Regions from separate parts of the Hordeum vulgare genome. Here region 1 is linked to region 2. The links are chromatin contacts, called in public Hi-C maps. All regions are on one chromosome and are shown on one strand. Each heading gives the region's core, a stretch centred on a gene start, on an enhancer-like site or on the middle of the called end of the contact. The rest is flanking DNA. Distances are from core to core; before and after follow the strand shown.

What was found. Hi-C and Micro-C count contacts between places; a contact is called where the count stands out from the background.
Region 1: a Hi-C map of leaf shows a contact between it and region 2, with 5 times the contacts expected there. The contact joins the enhancer-like site here to the promoter of LOC123439624 in region 2. A contact is called at or near these places in 1 of 6 Hi-C or Micro-C datasets (leaf) and 1 of 1 datasets of contacts at active chromatin or transcription factors (embryo).

Annotation. Positions count from the first base shown.
Region 1 is chr3H:107,310,612-107,315,373 of MorexV3_pseudomolecules_assembly, forward strand. No RefSeq gene overlaps it. Among protein-coding and RNA genes, the nearest start is that of LOC123439625, 34 kb to the right of the region's middle. Within about 2 kb of position 3,075, at least 2 of the 3 cell types and tissues checked have open chromatin away from gene starts, as enhancers often do. A contact at or near this core is called in leaf, where this site is marked.
Region 2 is chr3H:107,086,041-107,091,209 of MorexV3_pseudomolecules_assembly, forward strand. It overlaps LOC123439624 (RING-H2 finger protein ATL74-like), which reads left to right and starts at 3,021. Exons shown (of 1, transcript XM_045116315.1): 1 at 3,021-4,160. The coding sequence starts at 3,330. The coding sequence ends at 3,974.

The DNA of each region.
Region 1 (4,762 bases), core at 1,825-4,324, 220 kb after region 2:
TCAAAAATAATTCAGAAATATTCATTTTCCTATTCTGTTCGGAATAGCACTTTTTGAAGGAAGTGCTATTTATATTTCTTTGATTACCCTCATATTTTTGGGCACTCTTTCCTATCCAAATCATTGCCTCATGAAAACTTTCGTAACCATTTGCCAAGTAAATCTTTGTCAACAAATTTCCAAAATTTGTGTTTAGCTAATAGCTTTGTGAAGGAAGTACTAGATAGGAATATCCTAATGAGTTGAATTTTTTCGACATCTTCTATGTGCCCAAAACATAGCTCTCCACAAAATTTTAGCCTCATCTAACAACCATGTGAGCTCATCATCCAATCTTTGTTTCTGGTAATATTTTCATTTTGTGAAGCAACTACATTTTATATTGCTTTATAGTTGATGAAAATTTACCACAGAATGAAACTTACCATATAACCTCATTCCACCCAATTTTAGCTCATTTTATTCAGTCAGTTTCCCTCAATATTTTTCCCAATATTTTGTTTAGTAGAGAGCATTGTGAAGGAAGTATAATTTTTGTTTATCCAAATTTTATGAAATTTTTACAATGCCTTAATGTGCCCAAATTATCATCCTCCTCCAAATTTCATCTCAATCCAATCATCTATGTGAGCCCAGTTTCAATTACCATTTTCTGTCCAGATTGGCACATTGTGAAGGAAGTGTCACTTTGGCATGTCCAAATGGTATAATTTTTTTACAGTGACTTCATATGCCCAAATTAACATCATACACCCAATTGCACCTCAATCCATTCGTTCATTTGATCCCAGCTTCAACATCCATATTTCTGCACAGTGTGTTACTTTGCAAAGCAAGTGCCACCTAGGTTCATCCATTTTAGCTAAAAAATTGCCAAGAGAGTCTCCTTAGTAGATGATCATCCTCAGCCAAAATTTAGGCCCATTGTCTATGTGCCTTACCCACACCGCTAATCAAACACTTGCCTGATAATTCATGTTTGAGCTTAGTTCAGTCTCCTCCTGAGATTCTTCTATTGTATTCTTCTTCCTAACACCTACCGAGGGATTGACCAACCCACCATACATGCCTATTCCACCCAGAACGCATGGCAACACAACGGTCAGGCGGTGACTATGCGACTGGCATGCAAGTTCACGCGCTCTGGAGTTGGGGCACTCGACCACCATCCAAACCTCGACGTCAAGCCACCAAACCATGTATTTATGATTAAATATATACTTATGTACCTATAAATTATTTTTGGGAAAAATACAGAGCAAACCATAATGCACCTTCAGTTCAAATTTAACCCGCGTCCAACTGAATCGACATAAATTTATCTTTTTTCACGAGAGGTGGATAAATGCTTTTAACACCCAAACATTTTGTCAATTGTACATTAAATATGACCTAGTATTTTAGAAAAGTGATTTGGTCCAATTTTAAAACAAATATATGGTAGGTCCTTCACAAAAAAATATATTTTGAAAACATGAAAAATGGAAAATGATTTTTACATACAAGGAAAATGAAAACTTCCTTAATCAACATTGTTTTCCATTGCAATATGCACCCTTGTGCATAATATTATATCATTTCAACAAACTATGTCATGAATGTGGCCATAAGATTGATCATTTGGCTTGAAAGCCATGAATCATCACACATGATAGCCCATTTCTAAGAACACTTTTTAAAAATAATTGTCGTATTACAAGTTTATTATTTTTCCTGGTAACTTTGTCACATATAATGACACAATGCAATTGTTTTCCATTTTTTTAAATTTTTCATGGCCATTTCAAAATGCGGTCAAAACAACGGGTATGACCATTCCTACCTAGTGGTTGAATCTTGGAAATATTTTGGTTTTTCTCTCATTAAATAGATACTTGTGTACCTAGAATTGATTTTTGGGAAAAATAAAGAGAAAACTATAATGTAGTTGGAGTTCAAATTTGACCCGCTTCCAACTGATTCAACGAAAATTTGTCTTTTTCACGAGAGGTCGATAAAAGTCTTTAACACCCAACCATTTGTTTAGTTGTACATTAAATATGTCCTAGTATGTTAGAAAAATGATTTAGTCCAATTTTGCAACAAATATATGGTAGGTCCTTAAAAAAACTCATTTGGGGTACTCGAAAAGTGGAAAATGAATTTTCCGTCCAAAGAAAATGAAAACTTTCTTAGGCAACATTGTTTGCCATTCCAATACGCATCCTTGTGCACAATATAAGATCATTTTAACAAACTATGCCATGAATATGACCATAAGATTGATCATTTGGCTTGAAAGCCATGAATCATCACACATGATAGCCCATTTCTAAGAACACTTTTCCAAAATAATTGCCATATTGCAAGTATATTATTTTAGGTGGTAACTTGGTCACATATGATGACACAATGCGAAGGTTTTCCAATTTATTTATTTTTTGTAATTTTTCATGCCCATTTCAAAATGCGGTCCAAACGGCGGGTATGACCGTTCATAGCTAGGGCTTGATTTTTGCAAATATTTTGGTGTTTCTCTGATTAAATAGATAATTATGTACCTAGAAATTATTTTGGGAAAATTAAAGAGCAATCTATCAAGTAGTTGTAGTTCAAATTTGACCTGCTTCCAACTAAATCAAAGGAAATTTGTCTTTTTCACGAGAGGTGGATCGAAAGCTTTTGACACCAAACCATTTGGTCAACTGTACATTTAATAAGACTCCAAAGTTTAGAAAAATAATTTGGTCCAATTTTGCAACAAATATTTGGTAGGTCCTTCACAAAAAAACTCAATTTGGACACTCGAAAAATGGAAATGGATTCTTCCTGCAAAGAAAATGAAAAGTACATTTGGCAACATTGTTTGTAATTCCAAGATGCAAGCTTCTCTACTCCAAAAGATCATATTTGGATTTTATCATCTGAAAAAGTAGAAGCAAATCAATAGAAAAAATAGAATTGCATATGCTTTATTCTGATTGGTGGAATTGGTTGTGGCATGGATCGATGACATGACGTTCATCCATCCATCCATCTCTCCATCCACATCCATACATCCCTCTCTCTCTCTCTCGCACACAAACCCTAGCCCTCTCCCCGATCCAGATCCGCCAACCACCTCCCTCTCTCCTTGCTGCCGCCTCCCACCACGGCTCCTCGATCCAAATCCGCCACCCACCTTCCTCTCCCCTCGCCGCCGGTCTGCACCCTCCCTCTCCCCCACCTTTGTCGCCCATCTTCTCCACCACCTACGCTAACTCCAGCCGGCCGACCAGATCGAGCCTCGGCTCCTTCCTCCCCCTCCACACCACCACCACCTTCGGCCGCTCCCTTCCACCAACTCCCCTACCACCGCGCCGACGAGGTCTTCCGGATCCGCACCAGTTCCGCCACGGCCACATCAGGCCTTCCGAATATGCATCGTCATCAAGCTTGATCCGCGCCTCATCGTGCGGCCTCGTCTGCCTCCGTGGATGCGCCACGGGCTCCACTACGTTGTCCAGTCCAGCGTCAGAGGAGGACCGCAGAGGACGCGATGCTCCGGCCTCTCCCCTCCCCTCCCCTCCCTTGCACGGGGCCTCGCCTGCGCCTGCTGATTGACCGGCCAGCCGGCCGGCCATGGTCCCGTGCAGTGCGTGCAACGGTGGGTGCTTGTTTTCACAGGATTTTTTTGGGGTATGCATTACCGCTACTAGTATTTCCTCTGTTCACCGGTTACTGTTCTATGCTGGTCAAATCTCTTCTAAGTGTTGCATGCGAGAGTTGCTTGTCTCCGTTGCTGTGTTTGCCTCCATCTTCCCGTCTCCTTCTTATAGTACAAATTCGTTTGGTCACTGGCATGCTAGTGATCCGTTTGGTTTGCCTCTGTTGTTTCATCTGAGTTCCGGTCAGGGTTATTCCATCATTTCTTTTCTCAAGCTGCCGGTCTCTGTCGGGACAAACTCTGTTCTTAGTACCAATGCTGATTGAAGTGGTGCAAGTGGTGGGAAATAAACATGAACGGTTGCTAGAACAGTTCCGAAGAAATTGACCATTCTGAAACGAAAATACGAGCATCTAGCCACAGAAGAGTGCATTAGTATTCAGCAAGTCCCCCAATTTTGTCGTTCTTTCACTAACATTTTTTTTCGTTTGCGACAGTTACATGCACTGACCAACCTGTGAAGATAGAATCCTACGCCAACGGAGCCAAATTTTACTGCCTGCTGTTTGGTACGTCCGTCTATAACTGACGGCTCGTCATTGTACTACATAGTATATTTCGATCAACTTTGTTATTTGATCTCTTCTTCGATTGTTTCTTTAGACATGGATGACACCCTCTACCCACTGAGCTTAGGAATCAACTTAGCCTGCCACAAGAACATACAAGGTCAGTAGCAATAATAAACCTACACCAATCCTCAGTTTTCGTGCTACAGAATTTGCGTGTTCACATAATTGCAAATTGGAATTTCCAAATCGCAGACTACATGTTGAGCAAGCTTCAGATTGAGGAGAGCCTGGTTCCCAAGATGTGCCTAGATTTGTAGAGGGAATACAGAACTACAACGGCCGGTCTGAAAGTATGCCGGTCTCTGTTTCCTTCCTTTAACTCAACAACGAACAATAACAAATGCTTGACAGTGTTATTAGCATAGTAAATAACTTTCTTAACCCCATAGCCCTAGGCCGGTGACGGTGCTGAGGAGGACGCATTCATTTGTTTTCCATATCGGATTCGTCAACGGATCTTAGCAGCTTCTTGAGCGCAATTCCATCAAATCCTAGGGAGCGCAAT
Region 2 (5,169 bases), core at 1,771-4,270:
CGTTCACTCGCAGCTGGAGGAAAGACCGAGCTATGTGTGACATGTTGGTATGGACAAGAAATAGTAATTTTCTATTTGGCGCTATAAGCACCCCTTAACATGTATTTTATAAACGGGTGCCTCTTACGCTCCTGCACCGGATCGGCCCATCTGCTTTTTCAAATCTTACAAAAGGAGCACAAGCGGGGGATCGAAGGAGCGATCTCGGCATCAGGCTAAGCGCAAAAACAATCAAGCCACATTGACTCATATAACATCTTTTTTTTGTCTTTTCTTATTACTTCCTTCCTTTGTCTTTTTTCCTTTATTCAATTTTTTTCATTTCTTTTTTGTCTCTTTTACTTTTTTCGTACTTCTTTCTCATTCGATAATTTTGTTTCAAATTCATGATTTTTCTCTTCAAAATTGATGATTTTTTTAAAAAATTGGATGTATGTTTTTTCAAATTCAATGAACTTTGTTCCAAATTTGATGACTTTTTTTCAAATTTGATGAACTTTTTTCAAATTAGATGAACTTTGTTTGAAAATCAATTAAGTATTTCAATTTCGGTGAACATTTTTCAAGTGTTACGAAAAATTTCATATTTGATGAGCTTTTTGAAATTGTATGAACTATTTCCAGATCCAATGTTTATTTAAATTCATTAACTTTTTCAAAATTTGATGAACTTTTTCAAATTCGATGATTTTTTTTCAAAATTGATGAAGTCTTTTCAGATCCAATGTACTTTTTTGTAAAATCCTTTTTTTCAATTTTGATGAACTTTTTCAAAATCAATTAACTTTTTTTCAAATTAAACGATATTTTCTTTGAAATTTGATGAACATTTCTCAAATCTGATGAACCTTTTCAAATTCATTGATTATTCTTTTCAAAATATACGAACAAGTTTCAAATTCACGTTTTTCCACAAATAATTGAAAACAATTTAGCGATGAATAGATGGTTTTGTGCTAAAATATAGCGCGACGAAAATGGTTACTACACTTTTGCAGATGTTAATAAGCACAAACTGCAGATAGTTCGATTGGCTAGTGGTACTCGTACATGAACTCCAAGTGTGTGAGTTCAAGACATGTAAAGATCTATATTTTTTATTGTTTTTTGCATTCACTGCTCTGTGTTTTTCATGGCCCGGCCCAGCTAAGTGCCACGGAGGAGTTTTAGTACCTGAAGCGCGACATTTTCTATTTGCCGTCACAGGCGCCAGTTAATGTGCGTTTTGGTTAACTGGCGCCGGTGGCGTTCATACCGGGCCGCCATATCTAGGTGCTTGTGACGTCTTTGTTAAAAACATTTATAAACTTATTTGAATATGGATGAATTTTATTTAAATTTCAACGAAGACTTTTTAATATTGATGACTTTTTTTGCATATTGATAAACTTTTTGAAATTTTATGAACATCTTTTTGAAAATAGATGGATTTTTTTATAGATTTATGTACTTTTTTCATTTCAATTAACTTTTTCAAAAAATACATGAACGTTTTTCCAATATTTATGAAATTTTTACAAATTTGTTGAATTTTTAGAAAAATTAATGAACTTTTCCTAAATGGGGTGGACTTTTTTCATTTTCATTGAACTTTTTTCAAAATTGATGAACCTTTTTCAAAGATATGATTTTTTTTATATGGATAATTTTTTTTCTTTAAATATGTAAACCTTTTTTGATTTTATAATTTTTCATAAAAAATTAGAAAATCAAAAAATAACAGGACAACACTTTAGTGAGGCGGCCTATGCTAGCAGCACGGGCACCTGCAGCGCTGCATAGGAGCTCCCATGAAGCGTCCGATAGGAGCTCCCCAAGAAATAGCCACGGTGACGATTTACACAGTTTGATTCATTGGCAAGCCACATGTTGAACTGTTTTTTCGTCGGGGAAAGGCCGACTTAGGGTAAGTTTGGGCTGCTTCGGCCATTTTCCGGCGTCTTGTTGTGATTGAACATATTTTCTTTGAAACGTGATTGAGCATATTACATCATTTCGGGTCAAACACATTATGCACCTCTACTTCCCTCCCTGTGTGAGTTTAATTATCTTTTTCTCAAGTGCAATAGTTTAATAGATGAAGCTGCGTGTCGGTCGATGGATCTATTCAAAAGATCCGTCGCCTCCGCATCCAGTTGACTGAGGCCATCCAGCGCCCCGACTCGTCCTCACCATTGTAACAGACCTTGTGCTGTAGAAACATTTGTAACAACGGTTTTGTTAAACAGTTTTTTTTGTCAGAACTCTTTTGAAACATGATTTCCATTGTGGAAGGACTTTTATAACACAAATGATGTTATAAATTTTTTTTGTCTTAACTTTTAGCCAACACGGATGTTGTTACAAATGGACTTCTGTAACATAGATGATGTTCTATGTTAGAGAACTTTTTTGTCTTAACTTTTTTGCAACATAAATGTTGTTACTGAAGGACTTCTGTAACACAGATAATGTTACAGAAAAACTGTAAGTGACAGAGATACGCGCGTCTAGTCGTGAAGGTCTTAACTGATTGAGCGTTGGTTAATTAAACTCGTATCTGACGGCTGTGTACGTGGTGAAAGTGTACGCGTAATCGGCCGGCTGACTTTGATCTTTTTCCTAGTTTAACAGTTTATGTAGTCTAATAATATTTTTCTCAACTGTTCTCTTTCTGTTGTATATACACCATCTAGACGCAATTCCAACTCTAATCTATAAAATACTAGACACAATTCCAATAAACTTCAAATATTCTTCACCACTTTAGATTCATCCATACCTAGAACCTCCATGCACAGTTCCGATTCCGAGCTTCCGGCAGTCGTTTTGCAGCACCGTTAGGGCTCTGTTTTATTTGATGAAATTCCCATTCTCAACTCCGACGAGTCTTCAAGAATTTTATGTTCTCTGGTTTGCAAGTCAACGATTTTGCCTTGGTTGCTCAATTCCTCGAAGTTTCGTCTTGCCTTTCGCCTGTAGACTTCCTATTACAAAATTACACGACAGAGAAGTCTTGTGTAGACCGAAAGCTCAGGTATCCCTATTCAAACCACGCTGATGAAATCCACATCTCCACGTTCTCTTCTCGCCCAGTGAGCAATTTGCGTGTGATTTGCAATAGTTCTCGTCACCCCACATGTCAGCCTCGCAATCCTATTGTACACGACATTGACACCACTCGTTGACCCGAGCAGTGTCCTACCCAAGCTAATTAAGCTGTGAGAGAACACACATGCAGTTGATCAGTGGTGCTAAACCTGACACCGCTGCCTTCTTCTATCTCTTTCTTCCGTTCTGTCTCTTTGTTAGTAGGCGAGCCTTTCCTACTAAGCTTGTCGATCAGTGCCATGTCAGAGAGCACCACCATGGCTGGCGCGCCGGCCACGCCGGAAGGCGCCGGGGATCCATACGAGCGGCAGCTGAACTACAGCTTCACTGGGCGCGTCGCGCTCACCGTCGTCTTCGTCCTCTTCGGGGTCACCGTCGCCATCGTCACCATGCGCGTCCTGCTCTACGTGCTGGTGTACCGGTCTGGCCGAGGCGGAGGCCGCGGCACCGGCGGCCTCGCCGCTGGCATCTTCCGGTCCATCAACTCCTTCGGAAGGATCGGCAGCCGGCGGCACGGGCTGAACGCGTCCGCGCTCTCCGCGCTCCCAGTCACCGTGTACAGGAAGGAGGCCGGGTCCACGAGCGCCGCGGGGGCTGACTGCGCCGTGTGCCTGTCGGAGCTCGTGGACGGAGACACGGTGCGGCAGCTGCCCAACTGCGGGCACGTATTCCACGTAGAGTGCGTCGACGCGTGGCTGCGCACCAGGACGTCGTGCCCTCTCTGCCGGGCAGAGGCGGAGCAGTCCCAGGGCAAGGCGGAGGCGGCTGCGCAGTCGTCGTCGGAGCCGCCGCAACCGACGTTCCTTGGTGTAGGAGGAACCTTGACAGTGACCGTACAAGGTGATACCCAGAGAGACGTGTGCGAAAACATCGGCGGCAGGTAGTCAATCGGCATCTCCCTTTACCTAAGCTATACTGTATAATCCAGCCTCGAGGGGGACCGGGAACAAGTGTACAGTGTGACATATGTATATACAGTACTACAGTATAGGTTAGGCTCGGGATGTATTTAAGACTGTGATTATCCTTACCCGTAAAATAAATAAATAAGAGACTGTGATTTCTGTTAATGGAATGGATTCTTTGCTCTGGCCATCTCATAATCTACCACTCCATCTTGCAAGGTGACGAACTGCAGCTCAAAAGCTATATGTGGTTAAGTTTTTATTTCTTTGACGGTACATTCGGGAATGCCTAATGCAGCTCGATTTCTATGGAGCATTTTATTTGAAAGCTTTAGAATTTTTTTAGTTTAAAAAACCTGAAAAAAACACACATATACATATGCATATTTACTACTCCGTAGTACTTGTTTGGGAAGTTTCATGACAAAATACTTTTCTATGCAAGCTACTACTTCCTCCGTTTTAAAATTCTTATCTTAGATTTATCTAGATATGAATGTATCTAGCGGATATTCATTTTGGCTCTTGGGAGCATATGATCCTGCATGTTCAAAATGTGTTTTACAAATGTTGATTTTTTTTTTAAAAGATGTGTTGGTTGTCACACTCAAATGGCAGATACAAATTTACAGGTCAGAAACTTAAGTATTTTGGCCTGTGCAAAATGAACAAGTCGACAACTTTTACCTCCAAATGTTACACTTAATTTTGTTTTTTTCACCAACGAAGCACCGCTATCCCATATGGCATGAAATCTGGCAAGCACACTTGTCACACTAATATGAACATCTATAAAAAAATTCAGAATTTTTGGAACATATTTATTATTTATTTTGATTTTACTGTTCATTAGGGAGCAGATGCTTCCGGGAGCCAAAAATCCACATCCCGTATCTAGTCACATTTTAGTATTTTGATACATTCATTTCTAGATAAACCTAAGACAAAATTTTTGGAACGGAGGGAATATTTTCTTATGATAAAATCACGTATTTCTGCCATATATACTATTCACTATAGAATCACATGATTTGTTTTTGTACATGCCACATAAAAACATATTTTGTGATGAAATTTCACACATATCTAGTATACATCTATAAATAATTGTGTATTTGTTTCCACATTTTATTAAACTAAAAAGATTGATTTTTTTATGTTTGGAAATAAAGGG